Linked DNA regions of Ovis aries: region 2 is linked to region 1. A link is a contact called in public Hi-C data. All regions are on one chromosome and are shown on one strand. The core of a region is the stretch at or near the end of the contact, and the rest is flanking DNA. Distances in the headings are between cores, read along the strand shown.

Region 1 (4,059 bases), core at 1,044-3,543:
TCCCAGAAGCCCTCTCAGCAAGGGTAAACCGAGGTTGGAATGCCCTTCCCCTTCCTTGTTTGAGGATTTCTCTCGTCCTCCTCTCTGGTCACAGGGCTTGGCTAGCTCCCCCCCTCAGCTGGGACTCAGTTCCTCTTTGCAGGACAGCCCCAAAATTACTGCCGCCCCCCCCTACCCCACCCCACCACCGCAGCGAGATGCAGCCTGGGCTGATTCGTCCCCATTTCCCAACTTCCTGCTCACAACTGCCTTGTTTGTGTCCATTCTGCAGATGGAATTGAGGCCTGGAGCCCAGAAAAGGCTCAGGAAGAATCTGGTGAACAGAGGAGCTTGGGAAAGTTGGAACTGGGGCTTCCCTGGTGGTTCAGTGATAAAGAATACACCCGCCAGTCCAGGAGACATGGTTTTGATCCCCGAACTGGGAAGATCCCACACGACGAGGAGCAACTAAGTGAGCCACAACGACTGAGCTTGTGCCCTGGAGCCCGGGAGGCACCATTACTGAGCCCGTGTGCCTCTAAGAGCGGCCACTGCAACGAGAAGCCCATGCACCGCGAAGAGACGGTAGCCTCGCTGACAGCGACTAGAGAAAAGTCCTCGAGGCAGTGAGGACCCAGCAGAGCCAAAAACAAATAAAAAACAAACAGTGACAACACTGAAAAAGGTGGAATGGGGTCCGGCTTCCCAGATCCCATTTCCCAGCGTGGGGGTGGGACAGCTCTTCTGAGCCCCGTGCCTTCCGCCAGGGCGGGGTTGGGCTCTGCTCCCCCACCACAGAGGCTCCCAGGCCATGATTTCTCCATCTGGGTCCTTGGAAGTCACCCAAACAGGAGCTGGGAGAGGAGCTGCTGGTCATCTGCGCCCAGTCCCATCTGGTTCGCATTCCCTCTGGCGAGCCCTGAGGGGTTAGATTCCTGGGGTGGGGGCAAGGCGGGCATCCTCTTTTTCTCCTCCTCCTCAGACCCTCCAGTCTCCCCCAAGACCCGCCAGTGAAATAATAGCGTGCGTATGCTCAGTTGCTTCAGCTGTGTCTGACTCTTTTCAACCCTTATGGACTGTAGCCCACCGGGCTCCTCTGTCCATGGGATTCTCCAGGCAAGAGTACTGGAGTAGGTTGCCATGCCCTTCTGCAGGGAATCTTCCTGACCCAGGGATCCAACCCATGTCTCCTGCATCGCAGGTGGATTCTTTACCGCTGAGCCAATAAAAATATTGTTTACTTAATTCTTCCTGTGAACCAGGAATAGTTTGCTTTGGAACTCACTTAACACAGCCCAATAAGGTGAAGATCGGTCTTACTCCATTTTACAGATGTGCAAAGTGAGGCTCAGAGGCAGTGAGATTCAGCTCCAGAGACACACCGCTCCCCCCCTCCATCAGGTGTGACCCACACAGACTCCTCTTTCTAGCTTCCCTGCCTGGGAGCCACTGAGCTTATGCCTGCCAACCTGGGCCAGCACAGGGAATCCCGTCCCAGGGCGACCTGGGAAGCCCTGGTTGGTACCCCAAGCGCCATTTCTTCATTCTCTTTGTTGTTTGGTTGCTTAGGCAACCAGCTGCCCAGATAACCGTTAGAGCCACCCTGGGTGGGGCGGGAAGGGAGGCCCTGGGGAAGTCACAGCAAAAGTTCAAACCTGCCACCAGCGCCGGTAAAATCTTTTCCACCCACCTGCAGCTGAATCCCAGCTGGATCCTGGGGAGCAAGAATGAGGGTCTCTGGGGCTGATTTTGCCACTGAGACAGTGTGGGACATGTTGGGGGTACCCTCACCTGGCAGTGAAGAGGTCCCGCCCCCCAGTCCTCTAGCCCCCCAGCATCTCCCTACAACCCGTGTTAAGAGCCGCCACCTGTGTGTGTGTGAGAGAGAGAGAGACAGAGAGGGTCTCAGCACTCCCTTTTTGCCCCTCCTCCTTTCCCAAACCTGTCTCCCACTTTGGGAGCAGTTCAGAGGGCTCAGGGATTTCTCTGGGAGACAGGGACAGGCTCTAGAAAATGCCGGAGGATCCTGCCACGGTGTGGGGGTGCCTGGCCCCTGGCCCCAGGCCCCCTCAGCACCCGCCCCCACGCCCCCTTCCAGGCTGGCCCCAGAACTGCCAGCTGCACCTCGCATTTCTCCAGGGAAAAGAGGGTGCGGGGGCTCCCTGGCCGCTTGCCCTCACCCCTCAGGGCCCCAGAGCGCTCACCGTGGAAGAGAAGAAAGGGGCCACCGTGGGGGCCTCCCATGGTCCGAGCTGCCGCAGGGGAAGCAGAAGATGGGGCAGGGCTGTTTCTGTCGCCGAGCTGGGCAGCTGTGCAAGCTTTCCCAAGGCCCGCCTGGCCTTTATAAAGGGGGGCGGGGGAGCCGCCGCGAGCCCAGGGCCCTCCCCGGAACTGGCGGGGCAGCTGGAAGCCAACAGGAAAGTGGAGCGAAAACACAGACCCAGGGGCGCCGCACGCGCGCGCACACACACATTAAGGTACAACCTGCCCTTTGGGTGTCTGCACTTTCTGGCCCCTGTGTAAAACGGCTGGCGGATCCCAGGGGCTAGAGGACGGGGAGGAGTCTTGCCAGGACCTGCTTGCCCTGTCTGGCCGCAGGCGTGTAGGCTGGGGAGGGGCCGCGCTCAGAAATGACTCGGGGCTCCCACGTAGCGGGGACCACCCTGTATTGGCTGCCTTGTCTTGCTGAATCTCCAGCGCCAGTTTCTGCGCTAACAGGAACTTCCTCCTTTGTTTTCCAGATGAGGAAACTGAGGCCCAGAGAGGCCAGAGTCCGCAAGAGAGCTGTGCGGGGGGTGGGGCATTTTAAAGGGGCCCTTCGTGGAAGCCAGGCTGGCTGGCGCCAAGAAAGCGGAACTGCGGGGCCCCAGGGCCTTGGAGGTCCGAGGTTCAGGAGCTGGCCTTTTCTGGGCCAGCGTTTCACCTGGTGGGAAACATTTCAGGGATTCATGGACACTGCGTTAATCAACAGAGAAATCACATCATAGGAGAGTTGTTTCCTTTTCTAATTAGTCATGTGACTGACTTGTCTCTGAAACAATCTCATCATTTAAAAGAAACAAAAAACCACACTATTATTTGTAAAGCACTTAATCTGAGCAAGGCCAGATTCACCTAGAGAAAGTGAAAGTGTAGTCGCTCAGTTGTGTAGCTACAGCCCGCCAGGCTCCTCTGTCCCTGGAATTCTCCAGGCAAGAATACTGGAGTGCCCATTCCCTTCTCCAGGGGATCTTCCTGACCCAGGGATTGAACCCAGGTCTCCTGCATTGCAGGAAGGTTCTTTACTATCTGAGCCATCATGGAAGCCCTTTAGTAGATTCAACTAGAGTTATCTATCTATTTTAATTCACTGACTCCTCAAAATACCTTTGAGGCAGATGTTGCTATGATTCCCATTTTGCAGAAGGGGAAAGTTGAGGCACAGTTCACAAGTAGCTAAAGGGAGATCCACAGGCAGGCAGCAGGGTCCCCAAGTGTCTGCAAGGAGCCCAAGCTCCAGCAGCAAGTCTCAGTTGGGTGCTAATGTGTCTTTAACACCCTGGTAGCCCTGAAGTTTTTCCAGCTAGAATCCATAGCTTTATGTTCCTTGTGTTATTATGTATTTGTTAAGCTTACAGACTATCTGAGGCAATGAGAAGGGTTTTTTAATTAGGACATCAAAATAAAGATTCTTTTAAAGGAATGGATTCAAGAATGTAATAGCATAGACAATTAAATAAAACATTAAGGGCATAATAGTCTAAAAAAGGGGAGGATTGTGGTCATGGAAAAAAAAGGTCACCCTCGGCCAAAGACAGACGCACATTATCCCAGGGGTGGTGGAGCACCCCCAGTTGTAAAATTAACCCATTCCTGCCCTTGCTGTCCTTTTGATCTGTACAGGGCATGGGAAGGGGGCCCCATCAGGGAAACTGGGGCCTCTCTGGGCCTCAGTTTCCTCAGGGGGAGGGGAGTGGATATGGGAGGAGACTGGGAAGGGAGGGAGCCAGACCAGGCCCAAAGTGGATTTTTGGCTTTTTTCCCTTAAAACTGGAAACGCCAGGGCTGGACATCCTCCCCTCCCCCACAGGTCTGACAGCT
Region 2 (4,059 bases), core at 773-3,272, 64 kb after region 1:
AGACTATTTGCAGCAACAGAGAACCAGTGCAGCCAAAAATAAATAAGTAAACACCCCTTCCTGCATTGGGCTGATGTCCTGGAGACAGACACGAACCATACAATCGTGCGTGGGTGTGTGTGTGTGTGTGAAGTTGACATAAGCGGACTGTGTGGGTGGGATTGTGTAAGAGTATGCGCGTGTGAATGTGTGTGAGTATATAAGAATGTGTGAGTGAGAATTTGAGGTGTGAGAGTGTGCATGGAAATGTGTGTGAGTATGTGTGAAGATGTGTGTGGACGTGTGACAGTGTATGAGAATTTGAGAGTGTGATCAGGTGTGTGAGAATTTATGTGAGAATGTGAGTAAATAACTGTGAGAGTGACTGTGAGCTTGTGAGGGTGTGAGGAGGTGAACCTGTGTGAGTGCGAGGATTTGTGTGTGTGAAGGTGTGTGACTGTGAGTGAATCTGTGTGAGTGAGTGTGAATGTGTGGGAGTGTATCACTGGTCATGTGTGACTTATGAGAATCTGAGGTGTGGGGCTGTGTGGGGACTTGAAGCGGGGCGGGGGTGAGGGTGTGAGCACGTGACTGGGAGGTGGTGGAGTGTGTGTGTTTGGGGGCGAGGTGACCTGCTTGCCCTGGACGCGCATGGACACTGGGCCTGGGCCTCCCTGGACAGACCCACAGGGCTCGCCCCATTCCCGCCCCTCTCTCGTCGCATCCATCCCTTTCTCCTCGGGGCTTAGTTCCTCTGCCCTCTCAGCCTCTATTCCCGTCTTATAATTTCAGCACGCCCACTTCACACTTAGGGCTTATCTCCCCCGTCCGCCAACTCCATGCACCTCAGGAGAATCAGGAGGCCAGGCCCCTGTACCCAGGGAGGTCTGGGGACCAGGGAGGTGGAAGGAGACCCTGGGCCAGGGTCTGTGTGGGGCTGTTTCCCCACACGGATTCTTCCTGGCCCTTTGCTAGCAGACTTGAGAGCCCTATAGAGGAAAGAGGGAGAGAGGCCTGAAAACCAACCCTCCCCACGTGGTTCTTGGCTACACATTAGCAGCATCAGGGGGGCTGATGTAGTGTTGGCCCTCCATCCGGCTGTACCCCAGTAGGAAGGCTGTGCCCCGAGTCTGGAAGTAGAGTCTCACTCTGGGAACTGCTGACATTTGGGACCAGATCGTTTGCTGGGATCCGTTGCCCTGGAACGTGTTTAGCAGCATCTTGGCCTCCACCCACTATCTGTGGATAGCAACACCCTCCTCCTTGAGTTGTGACAAGCAAATAGGGCTCCAGACATGCCCAGGTTGTCCCCAGAGGGGCAGAATTTGACCCCTGTGAGCCCCTCTGGGCTAGGGGGACAGGAGGGTCTTGGATGGTGCCCAAACACAATACCCCCAGAAAACTCTGGCCCTTGCTTGGTGTGGGGATAGGGGGAGGGGAAAAGCTGAGTAGGGGGACGGGATTCTTCTTGCCACATCCTCCCCCAAAGCCCCTGGGTCAAGAGAGTAAGTGGGTGAACAGAGAATAAGCAGGACCTGGCTTGGCAGGGGCTGTGGGCCCAGGACTGCGAGAAACGGGGGGTGGGGGCTCCCCGTCAGATGCCCTTAGCGCCGGCTGGCGCTGAAGGAAATGATTTCCACCTGCCTTCTCAGCAGCGCTGCCCCAAGGCTGCAGATTAAGAATCAATTAAGAGCGGGAAGGAGGATTTGCCAGGCGGAGGTGGGCGGTGAGAGCTGGGGGCTCTGGGCCGCAAGATGGATGGGGGTGACTGGCAGGGGCGGGGGTGGGGGGCTCAGTGGGCCCCAGGTGGTGAGGGGAGGGTCCCTGAGACTGCGGTCTTGAGTGGTGGTGAAAACAGCGCTTGTTTTGTAAGTCACTGTGAAGATTTAAATGTGTACAGATCTTAGATTGGTGCCTGGCATGCTGAAAGATGAGAGATAAGTATTTGATAAACAAAAATGAGCTAAATGATGGGGCTAAGCTGCTCACTCCCTCTGCCGGCTATAAATGGCTGACAGCCACTTCCGGAGACTGCTGGTGTCCCCACCCAAACTAGATTCCCTTTTCTGGGTCAGCACACCCCTCTCCTTCCTGCTTTGGTGCTGGCTGTGAATGGCTGTCACCTGCCCCTTTTCTGGGGACTGTCTTGTGCTTGTGAAAGCCCCCTTCTCTAGAGATGCGGTGCAACCCACACCAGCACCACTGGCTGTCTGACTGAGGGGTGCTAAGGGCCAGCACCCTCGCCTCAGGGTGAACCAGCTACACGGTGCAGTTCACACCAGGCTGTTCCTCCACGCCATGGAGCTGGACCACATCCTTCCTGCCTCTCTCGCCCTCTCTCTCTCTCTCGAGAGAGAGAGAGTCCTTCCCCCACAGAATTACAGGTGTCTGAGTCCCCATTCAGGATCTGCTTCTAGGTAGGTGCTTTGGGCTGGACGGTACGTATGTGTCCCTCCATCAAATCCACACATCATTGTCTATTACTACCGGGATGAATTGCCCCCAAACATAGCAGCTTAAAACAAACAGTTATTGTCTCACAGTCTCTGAGGACTAGGGACGTGAGAGTGACTTAGCTCAGGGTTCTCATGAGGTTGCTGTCAGGACGTGGTGGGGGCTAGTCATCTGAAGGCTGGAGTGAAGTTGGAGGGTCCTTTTCCAAGATGGCACACCCACATGGCTGTTGGTAGGAGGCCTCGGTTCCTCACCATGCGGGCATCTCCAAAGGGCTGCTTGAGTGTGAGCACAGCATGGCCAGCGGCTTTCCCTAGCAATCCGAGAGAGAGGCTAAAACTGTCACGTGTGCCCCTGGTGCCACTCTGTTCATTAGAAGAGGGTCACTCGCTCCAGCCAGGACTCAAGACGGGACTGGAGGGCTTGGATGAGGCTTCATGTGTTTGCTTGTTTGATTAGTGAGTTGATTTCTGACTGCGCCGAGTCTTCGTTGCTGTGCTCAGGCTCTCTTTAGTTGCTGTGGCTGTTCTTCATTGAGGGGAGTGGGCTTCTCACTGCCATGGGTTCTCTTGTTTCGGAGCACAGGCTCTAAGCTCACAGGCTTCAGCAGTTGTGGCACACAGGCTTAGTTGCCTGTTGGCATGTGGGATCTTCCTGGACCAGGGATTGAACCCATGTCCCCTGCATTGGCACGCAGATTCTTAACCACTGGACCACCAAGGAAGTCCTGTTTGTTTTTTGTCATTTTGGCTTCTCCCTGTGGCTTCTCCCTGTGGCTCGAGGGATCTTAGTTCTGCTCCCAGCAGTTGAGCCCAGACCCATGGCAGTGAAAATGCCAAGTCCTAACCACTGGCCCAACAGGGAATTCCCAGAGGCTCCAGTTTTTGAAAGGAAGAGTATCAGAGAATTTATGGGTATATTTTATTTACTTATTTGTTTTAAAAATTTTGAATTAATATATAATTGACATATAACATTATAATAGCTTCAGGTATACATATGACTTTTTTCCAGTAGTCATGTATGTATGTGAGAGTTGGACCATAAAGAAAGCTGAGTGCTGAAGAATTGATGCTTTTGAACTGTGGTGTTGGAGAAGACTCTTGAGAGTCCCTTGGACTGCAAGGAGATCCAACCAGTCCATTCTGAGGAAACCAGTCCTGAATATTTATTGGAAGAACTGATGTTGAAGCTGAAACTCCAATACTTTGGCCTCCTGTTTTGAAAAACCAACTCATTGGAAAAGACGCTGATGCTGGAAAGACTGAAGGCAGGAGGAGAAGGGGAGGACAGAGGTTGAGATGGTTGAGTGGCATCACAGAGTCGATGGACATGAGTTTGAGCAAGCTCCTGGAGTTGGTGATGGACAGGGAGGCCTGGTGTGCTGCAGTCCGTAGGATCGAAAAGGGTCGGACATGACTGAACTGACTGATACGTACAACTTAATGATTTGATGTATGTGTATTCTACAAAATGATCACCACAATAACTTAGTTGACATCCATTACCACACAAGCTACAATTTTGTGTTTATGTGTGAGGGGAAACTTTCAGAATCTGCTCTCAGCAACTTGCAGATATACAGTATGTGATCACTGACTACGGCCACCATGCCGGACACTCTAT

The links. Hi-C and Micro-C count contacts between places; a contact is called where the count stands out from the background.
Region 2: a contact with region 1 is called in a Hi-C map of blood, with 3 times the contacts expected there. The contact joins the enhancer-like site here to the promoter of ADGRE5 in region 1. A contact is called at or near these places in 4 of 16 Hi-C or Micro-C datasets (all in blood).

What each region holds. Positions count from the first base shown.
Region 1 is chr5:9,688,845-9,692,903 of ARS-UI_Ramb_v3.0, forward strand. ADGRE5 (adhesion G protein-coupled receptor E5) reads right to left here and starts at 2,294. Exons shown (of 19, transcript XM_060416267.1): 1 at 2,184-2,294. The coding sequence starts at 2,223. It overlaps LOC132659867 (a long non-coding RNA gene), which reads left to right and starts at 2,381. Exons shown (of 2, transcript XR_009600810.1): 1 at 2,381-2,456; 2 at 2,721-4,059.
Region 2 is chr5:9,752,754-9,756,812 of ARS-UI_Ramb_v3.0, forward strand. No RefSeq gene overlaps it. Among named protein-coding and RNA genes, the nearest start is that of ADGRE5, 64 kb to the left of the region's middle. Within about 2 kb of position 2,023, at least 7 of the 54 cell types and tissues checked have an H3K27ac peak or open chromatin away from gene starts, as enhancers often do.